2 separate regions of the Mus musculus genome follow, and region 1 is linked to region 2. The links are chromatin contacts, called in public ChIA-PET maps. All regions are on one chromosome and are shown on one strand. The core of a region is the stretch at or near the end of the contact, and the rest is flanking DNA. Distances in the headings are between cores, read along the strand shown. Region 1 overlaps Prkcb (protein kinase C, beta). Region 2 has its middle 8.0 kb from the start of Gm29903.

Region 1 (3,820 bases), core at 1,160-3,659, 100 kb before region 2:
GGTTTGGGTGGACAGTAACTTCACTTCATCCTCCATAAAAGAGGCAACCCTGTGATGGGGGAATGGGTGGGTCTCTCCTCCTGACCTCACGCTACCCAAGACACAAACTTCTTGTGTGAAGCTGATGAGAGCCTGTGGGAAAGGTTAGCTTGGTTTCAGGAAGCCTCACTCAACCCATCAAGGACAGGTGATTACTTCCTGCACCTTCCCATGGGCGTCCTCTTTGACCTCCATCACAACCTTCCCACTTTTGATTGTTACTTCCATCCTTCTATCCCTCCACATATCAGAAGGTGACCCTATCCCCAGCTAAGCTGACCCCTCTTTGGCTCTCATTTGCTAACACAAGGTGATCCCCACTTGGCTCTGAGAGGTCTCTGCTCTTCCCCCTGAAGCACCCAATTTCATGACACCCCATATTTTTCTCTCATTCATCTAACCTGAGGCATCAGCTCAACATAATTAAACCTACTGGTCTGGTGAATGAAAACCAGGAAGACAGGTCAGAAAGTGAACTGTGAAACCCTTTTATTGGCCCTGTCACCTGCCTTCAACGTAGAGATAAATGTACAATCTAGACGAGGTCCCTTTCCTGAACTGGGTCAGTTTTGGATCGTTTACCCTTCATCCATCTTGCAAGAAAGAAAGAAAGAAAGAAAGAAAGAAAGAAAGAAAGAAAGAAAGAAAGAAAGAAAGAAAGAGGGGGGAGGGAGGGAGGGAGGGAGGGAGGGGGGAGGGAGGGAGGGAGGGAGGGAGGGAGGGAGGGAGGGAGGGAGGGAGGGAGGAAGAAGGAGGAAGGAAGGAAGGAAGGAAGGAAGGAAGGAAGGAAGGAAGGAAGGAAGGAAGGAAGATCTGAGCTTCTCTCTTTGCCTATGATGAAACCTTTTTTCAGCCAACTGAAATGAAGGGCAGTTTCGATGTCTTAGGCATGGTCCCAATGAAGAACCATACAGAAGCTGAAAATGGCCTTTGGCTAGTGACTGCCACCTGGCATGTGGCTCACCGGCTCTGTTTTTGACATCAGATCTTTGGAAGCCAATACCATTCATACTCTGGTCCTACAGTACCCTGAGAGCCAGACTGTCCCTTCCCTAGGTGCACCGTTGGATATGAAGTTTGGGCAGACCACAGAAAAGGCTTCAGTGTGACTGTTTCCACCACACCCTGGACCCAGAGTCCTAGAGCAAAGATGCTCTGTATTGGCTAATGTAGAACAAATTCTGATAGTTTCTGTTTCTTTATAAGGCTGACCTTGGACTTACTAAACTGCCCAAGCTAGCCTCAAACTTATGATCAATCCCCTTGCCTCAGCCTTTAGGGTCCTGAGGGTATGGATATCTGCCACCACACTCTGCCCAAAACATGCTGCTGAGAAACAAAATGTTTAGCTAGCATTTTAATGTGAGTGGAGGAGAGAAAATAAATTATTTTTAAAAATTAAAAATAAATGATATTCATATACTTCCTTATCTATTATAATCTATTTCCAGGGGAAAAAATTGTAAGAAACTAGTGGTATTTATTGCCTTTAAGTAGACAAACTGAATACCTAAGTCCAAACCAGCAGAGAGAAATCCTGAGTCGGTGAGACTGTAGGTAACTCTTCAAATAAAATGCAATTAAAGCCTTCTGTAAACAGGGCAGGATACAGCGATGCTGGGGGGAAACACTGCAGATATACATTGCTTGGCATGGAAAGCTGTTTATTGTGCTAATTGTGGGGAACAGAAAACAGATGTCAGGAATAATGTGTTTACAGCCAAGACTGGGTGTGCTGGTACCGGCCTGTCAACATACCACTCTAGGGGCTGAGGCAGAAGGGTCATGGGTATGAGGCCAGCCTAGGCTACACAAATAACTGTAGCCTGTCTCGAAATAATTAAAAATTGAAATGTGCATATGTACTTACTAAAATGTACAAGAACATAAAGAAACCCTGGCTCAAAATAATTAAAAATTGGAATGCCCATTTGTACTTATTAAAATGTGCATGGGAGATTTTGTTTTCTTCTCTGTTTTCATTTGATAAGTGCCCTTTAATAAGAATTTTAAATTTTATTAATTAAAAAGAAAGGAGAACCCATCTTTATGCTTTTGCTCTGTACAGTTTACTCCTTCCCCAGCAAGGCAGTGGCTCAGAAACTGTACTTCTCAGTACTTCTCAGGAATACCTTATTTGGAGGGACCGCAGAAAGGCCGCCAAGAAAGCATCCCTGTGGCCAGAAGTGCAGCAAGAGAGACAGGATTTCAAAAGACAGAGCTGTAAAAATCTCGGCATAAAATAAGCAACCAGGCTCTCATTTCAGCCATGTAAACAGTAATGTGTATTCATTAAAACTGCATTAGTCTAAGGAGTCCCCAGAGATCGGGCTGACGGGGGCGGGGCAGGGGCCGCCAGCTGCACCTGCTGTTGCTGACACAATGCGAGAAGACCAAATACGGTTTCCAGTGGATGGCATAACCATAAAGGAGAGAACTTGAGGGGTTTCTTGGCTTTCATCAGCCTTGTCAAAGATAAAGCAGTAACTGAAAAAAGACATGCACCAAAGACCCCAAACACATGGCTCGGTGTGGGTCGGCCCCGCCCTCCCCTGCTAAATGGTTCTCAAGGATAACACATGCTCACAAGCTGGGCTGGATGGATATCTCCAATGTGTTCTACTGCAGAGACTGCCTGGATCTCTGAGCCAAAGAAAGTGAAAGGCAAGCTCTTTCACCTTCCCCTAAAACCCAGAACAACTCTCAGTGAGCAAAACCCATCATGGAGAAGTTGTGGCCAACACCATTTTCAGGGCTTAGTATCCAAAGAGCTGCACATACCTTCATTTAGAGCCCCCAATCACCTGCAAAGTGGATCCTATTGCTGCCCCCATTTAAAAGTAAACTAGACATCAAAGCTCCAATAGGCACCATTCTTTACATTAAGTAACTGGGGGCTGAGAAGATGGCTCAACTGGTAAAGTGCCAGCCTGGCAAGCATGAGGCCCTGAGTTCAAATCCCCAGAACCCACATGAAAAGCCAGACAGGCTGCTGTGCACCCATAACCCCAGAGATGGCAAACTGAAGGGAACACGAGGATCCGAAGCTTGTGGACTGTGGTGAAATTTCAGCCTAATGAATGATGTTCTCAAACAAAAGATGGAAGGGACTTGAGGACTGACATCCACAGTCACCTCTGATCTCATACACAGCCTCCCCACCCCACCCCCAACACACACTTAAGTAACGGAAGCTTAAAAGCTTCACACACTTGAGAGGATTCTCACCCTAAGACAGAAATGGAGAAAGGCTTTCCTGTTCCCCCAGGTGTCGGGCCACATCTAAGCTCAGCTTAAGCTAAGAAAACCTAATAAGAGAGTAGCCACAGTCCCAGAATCAGTGAAGGGGAAAAAAACTTCCCTTTTGCAAGGCATGAAACTAAGTTGTTATCTGAGCAAGAATTCTGGGACAAGAAACAAAGGAAAACAAGAAGGTGGAAGAGATGTTCCAAGCCTTCCTGAAGCTAGCCAGGAAAGTCCTCCAAAGAGCTTCCTTCCCAGAAATGGAGCAGCTTCATGCGATGCTCATGTCTTTCTGGACATATCACTATTTAGCACTTTCAAGGTTAGCGAGTCCAATGTGAACTGCTTCTGTCACATCGCTCTCTGCCACACTCTCGGCTGACTGGCTTGTCTCCTCTTTTATGGCCTTGAGAAAGAGAGGAAGATAAAATTCTCAGTTCAATGATCTGCCTCATCATCCAGTATTGGACATCACTGAATGGCACAGATTCCAACCATCTCCATAGTGACTGCATCCATCACTGTATGTGTCTTAGTG
Region 2 (3,530 bases), core at 911-3,410:
ACTTACCCTCTACTTCTGAGGGGGCAACCAAGAGAACTAACAATAGCCTGTATGTTTTCTGAATCTCTTGGACATCTGTCACCAACAACTCAAAGGAGAGTTTCTCTTACCTGGTGTTGGAGTTTTTGTTAGGTAATCTTTGGCTCTTGAAGGGAGCAGTGGCAGCCCCTGTGAGAGAATTTCACTTAAATTACATATGTATGTATATTTACACACAGACCTACATGTAAGATGTTTTAGGTAAATAGTTAATAGCATGATTCCTATGACTGTTTAATTTTATTGTTGTTTCTTGTTTTGTTTCATTTTTTATCAAACTCGGGTCATCAACTCAAAACAACTCATAAAAAGCAAGTGTTTTAGCACAAAGCAATCCAAATGTATGCAGATTTGTCCCTTGCTGGGGAAATGACAGTAGGAAAATACCTCTTTGTTTTGTGTAATTGACTCACTGTGTTTTTCTAAGAGCAGAAAATGGGTATTTACAGCAAAAATTTCTGCAGATAGTCAATTGCACCCTTCTCATTCACTGGCTCTGGGTGGCCTGAGGACACAGGCAGTGCAAAGTGGTGTGGGGTGTGCTCAGACTCAAGGCTGCAGCAAAGTCTCAAAGTCTCAAGATGGTGCTGCCAGAGGCACATCCATTCCTTACGTGTATAACTTTGGACTGCCTTTTGGTCAATGCACATTCAAAAACCATTCACTGTTGCCAAATTATCCTGGAGGCCCCCCACATGATGGGCAGTTTAAGGAGCTGTGATGCAAAGGATACTGGGAAGGCGACTCTCAGGAAAGGAAATACAGCTTATAGACACAAGAGAAAGCTCCATCCCACACACAATTAAGGCAATGTAAATTAAAACCATAATGAGGAACTATTTTCTCCTACCAGACGGACAGCGGATGCTCAGGTAGGCTGTGAGCAACTACTTGTACATCAGAAAACAGCACCTCCCACTAGTCAGGTGCGCATCCTGCCCAGCAACTGGCCCATCTGAACTTCAGGCCCACTTGCTGTGCTGCCTGGACCTTTGCAAACAGGTCTCTGAAGTGAGCACCCTGACGCTCTGAAGAAAACATTCTTGGCTTTAACTGGCCGTCAGAGTGTAACTCCACACAGTAGGACTGCACCTCACTGCCTGCCCTTAGCCATTTGAAAGCACTTTGTCTCCATTGCCATGTAGAGAGGCAGAGGCCTCACTACCGACCTCTCCCTTATCCCTACATCAATTTTACTGGGTATTATTACTAATGATGGTAGCCAGCCAGGAAATGTTTGCTGAGAATCTGCACACAGTTAGCCTTTTTCTGACTTCTAATAGTCCCAGTGGTGGTGGGAGGGGGGTGGCGGTTGTGTGCTTTGGGTTTGTTTGTTTGACTTTTATGTTTTGCTTTATTTTTAAGACAGAGTCTTTCTGCATAGCCCAGGCTGGACTTAAGCTCCCGATTTCCCTACCTCAGCTGCCCGAATGCCAGGATGACAGGTGTGCACCACCATGCCCACACACTTTGTTATTTTTCCTTTTTTGAAATTTGCCTATATGACTTGAAGTAATGCATTTAGTAGATCTCTATCCACAGACATCATAATTCATACTAGTTCTGGGTTTTTTTAAATTCTGTGGTTTTTGCAAATCATAAAAACTTACTCTAACTAGCCTAAAGAGCAGGTGTTAGAAGAATGACTATGGTGTGGGTTCTAGGGTACAGTAAAAAATCCAAAGGGACTGAACGACTGTGAATCTGCACAAAGGCAGCAGTTGAAGGGGCTCACATGCTCCTTCCAGTCTATGTTTCCGGCCCCTCCTGTCAAAACCCTGAGGTCCACTATGGTCAAGGGGGTGGGGCACTAGCCTGTCTGCTGTTGAAGCAGTTGCAGGAAAACATGGGTTTCTGGGCAGTCATCTCTGTACTCCTATGATGCAAACGTTAATTGTTCTCCATCAGAATACTTGAGAATGGATTCAAGGTCTGATTGAAGGAAAGGCAGGTGGCCTGTCTCCGATATTATCCACGACAGAGTGCGGGGAACTGGAGATCAGACTGCCTTAGCTCTGAGGGCCTAGTTCTCTTTTCCTTAAGCAATCGGGAAGTCTCTTGCCTCTCTTCTCCCCCTAGCGGGAGGAGAGGTGGTGGCGGTGACGTTTGCCGGGTGTGAGTGGGATGCTATGAAGGTGGAGTGGAGGTGGAGATGTTTGGGGGATGGTTTCAGGTGGTAGTGGTGTTTGAGAGTATTGGAGGTAGTATAAGGTGGGGTGGGGATGGAGTGGTATTTGAAGGGTGGTTTTAGCTTGGGGAATTAACCTGCCGACAGTTTGTCTTGAGATTCTTTTCCTATTTTGTGCACAGAAGTCCCGCTCTGCCCCCTGGTGGAAGCCACCCGAAACTACAAGGAGAAAACGACTTCAGGCCTCTTCTGAGGCAGCCCTTGCTTGCCTTGTTAGATTGTTTCTAGCTATTTTGTTGCGGGCTTTGCCTTAATAGCTCACCTACCTCAGGCCAAGTTCCAGGCCTGCTACCTGTCCTTGACGCTCTAGCACACGCGCAGACTTCCGAGGGCTGCTTTAAGGGCCACAGATAGAATCGCTTTAAAAACAAAGGCAGGGGTTGTAGGGTTGGCTTTGTGGTTAAGAGCATGTATTGCTCTTCCGGAGAACCTAAACTCATCCGTGACAGGTGGCTCACAACCACCTGACTCTAGCTCCAGGGTAGTTGGCACCTCTAGCCTCTGAGAGCATCTACACGCCCACACACGTAATTTAAAATAAATAAAAATTTAAAACCCACCAAAGTATATAATCTTTCAGTTCTGGAAGGAAACTGTCTGAAGCACTCACTGGGCCATATTCCTTCCAATGCCCATAGAGGAGCCCTTCCTTCCCTCTCTGTAGCCTCAAGACATCTAAGCAACCTTCTCTTGGTCGTGAATGTATTGCTCCAGTCCTCTGCCTTCACAGGATCTGCCTTCTCTCTGCATCTCTTCATCCCTCTGTGCCTGTCTCTTTGTCTCCAATTCCTGTTTTCTAAGCAGTACAATACCCTATTATTGGATAAGGATCCACCTGCTCATTAGACGTCATTTAAAGGCTGGGATTAGAAAGCCAACGTGCACTAAGATGAAACGTATCATACTTGGTTGATACCGGTAACTGTGAATTAGACTGTGCACCACTGGTTCCTGATTTGAACATCTGGTCCCCACATAGTGGCTCTGCTTTGTGAGATTATGGAATCTTCAGGAGATGTGGCCTAGCTGGAAGAGCTAAGCCACTAGAGCCTAGCCCATGAAAGTTAGAGTCTAGACCCTGGGTTCACCACTCTCTCCGCTTCCTGGTCCTCAGGAATATGAACTGCTTCCTCTTTATGCTCCCATGGCAACCATGCCTTCCTATTACAATGGACTGAAATTCTAAAATCATAAGCCAAAATAAACATTTCCTCCATTAAGCTAAGTTGCGTAGCTTGGGTATAGGTGTTTGCCAGCAGCTAATAAAACACCTTATTAACCATAACCACATCATTTTTGTAAA

Evidence for each region. ChIA-PET counts read pairs in DNA pulled down with a chosen protein or histone mark.
Region 1: an RNA polymerase II ChIA-PET map of memory CD8 T cells shows a contact between it and region 2, with 16 read pairs. The contact joins two enhancer-like sites. A contact is called at or near these places in 1 of 15 datasets of contacts at CTCF or cohesin (pro-B cells), 3 of 484 Hi-C or Micro-C datasets (bone marrow-derived macrophages, nephron progenitors and uterus) and 2 of 115 datasets of contacts at active chromatin or transcription factors (memory CD8 T cells and microglia).

The regions. Positions count from the first base shown.
Region 1 is chr7:122,351,435-122,355,254 of GRCm38.p6, reverse strand. The region is part of intron 2 of Prkcb (protein kinase C, beta); the gene reads right to left. Among named protein-coding and RNA genes, the nearest start is that of Gm51497, 57 kb to the right of the region's middle. Within about 2 kb of position 2,409, at least 53 of the 459 cell types and tissues checked have an H3K27ac peak or open chromatin away from gene starts, as enhancers often do. A contact at or near this core is called in memory CD8 T cells and pro-B cells, where this site is marked.
Region 2 is chr7:122,250,496-122,254,025 of GRCm38.p6, reverse strand. No RefSeq gene overlaps it. Among named protein-coding and RNA genes, the nearest start is that of Gm29903, 8.0 kb to the right of the region's middle. Within about 2 kb of position 2,160, at least 73 of the 459 cell types and tissues checked have an H3K27ac peak or open chromatin away from gene starts, as enhancers often do. A contact at or near this core is called in memory CD8 T cells and pro-B cells, where this site is marked.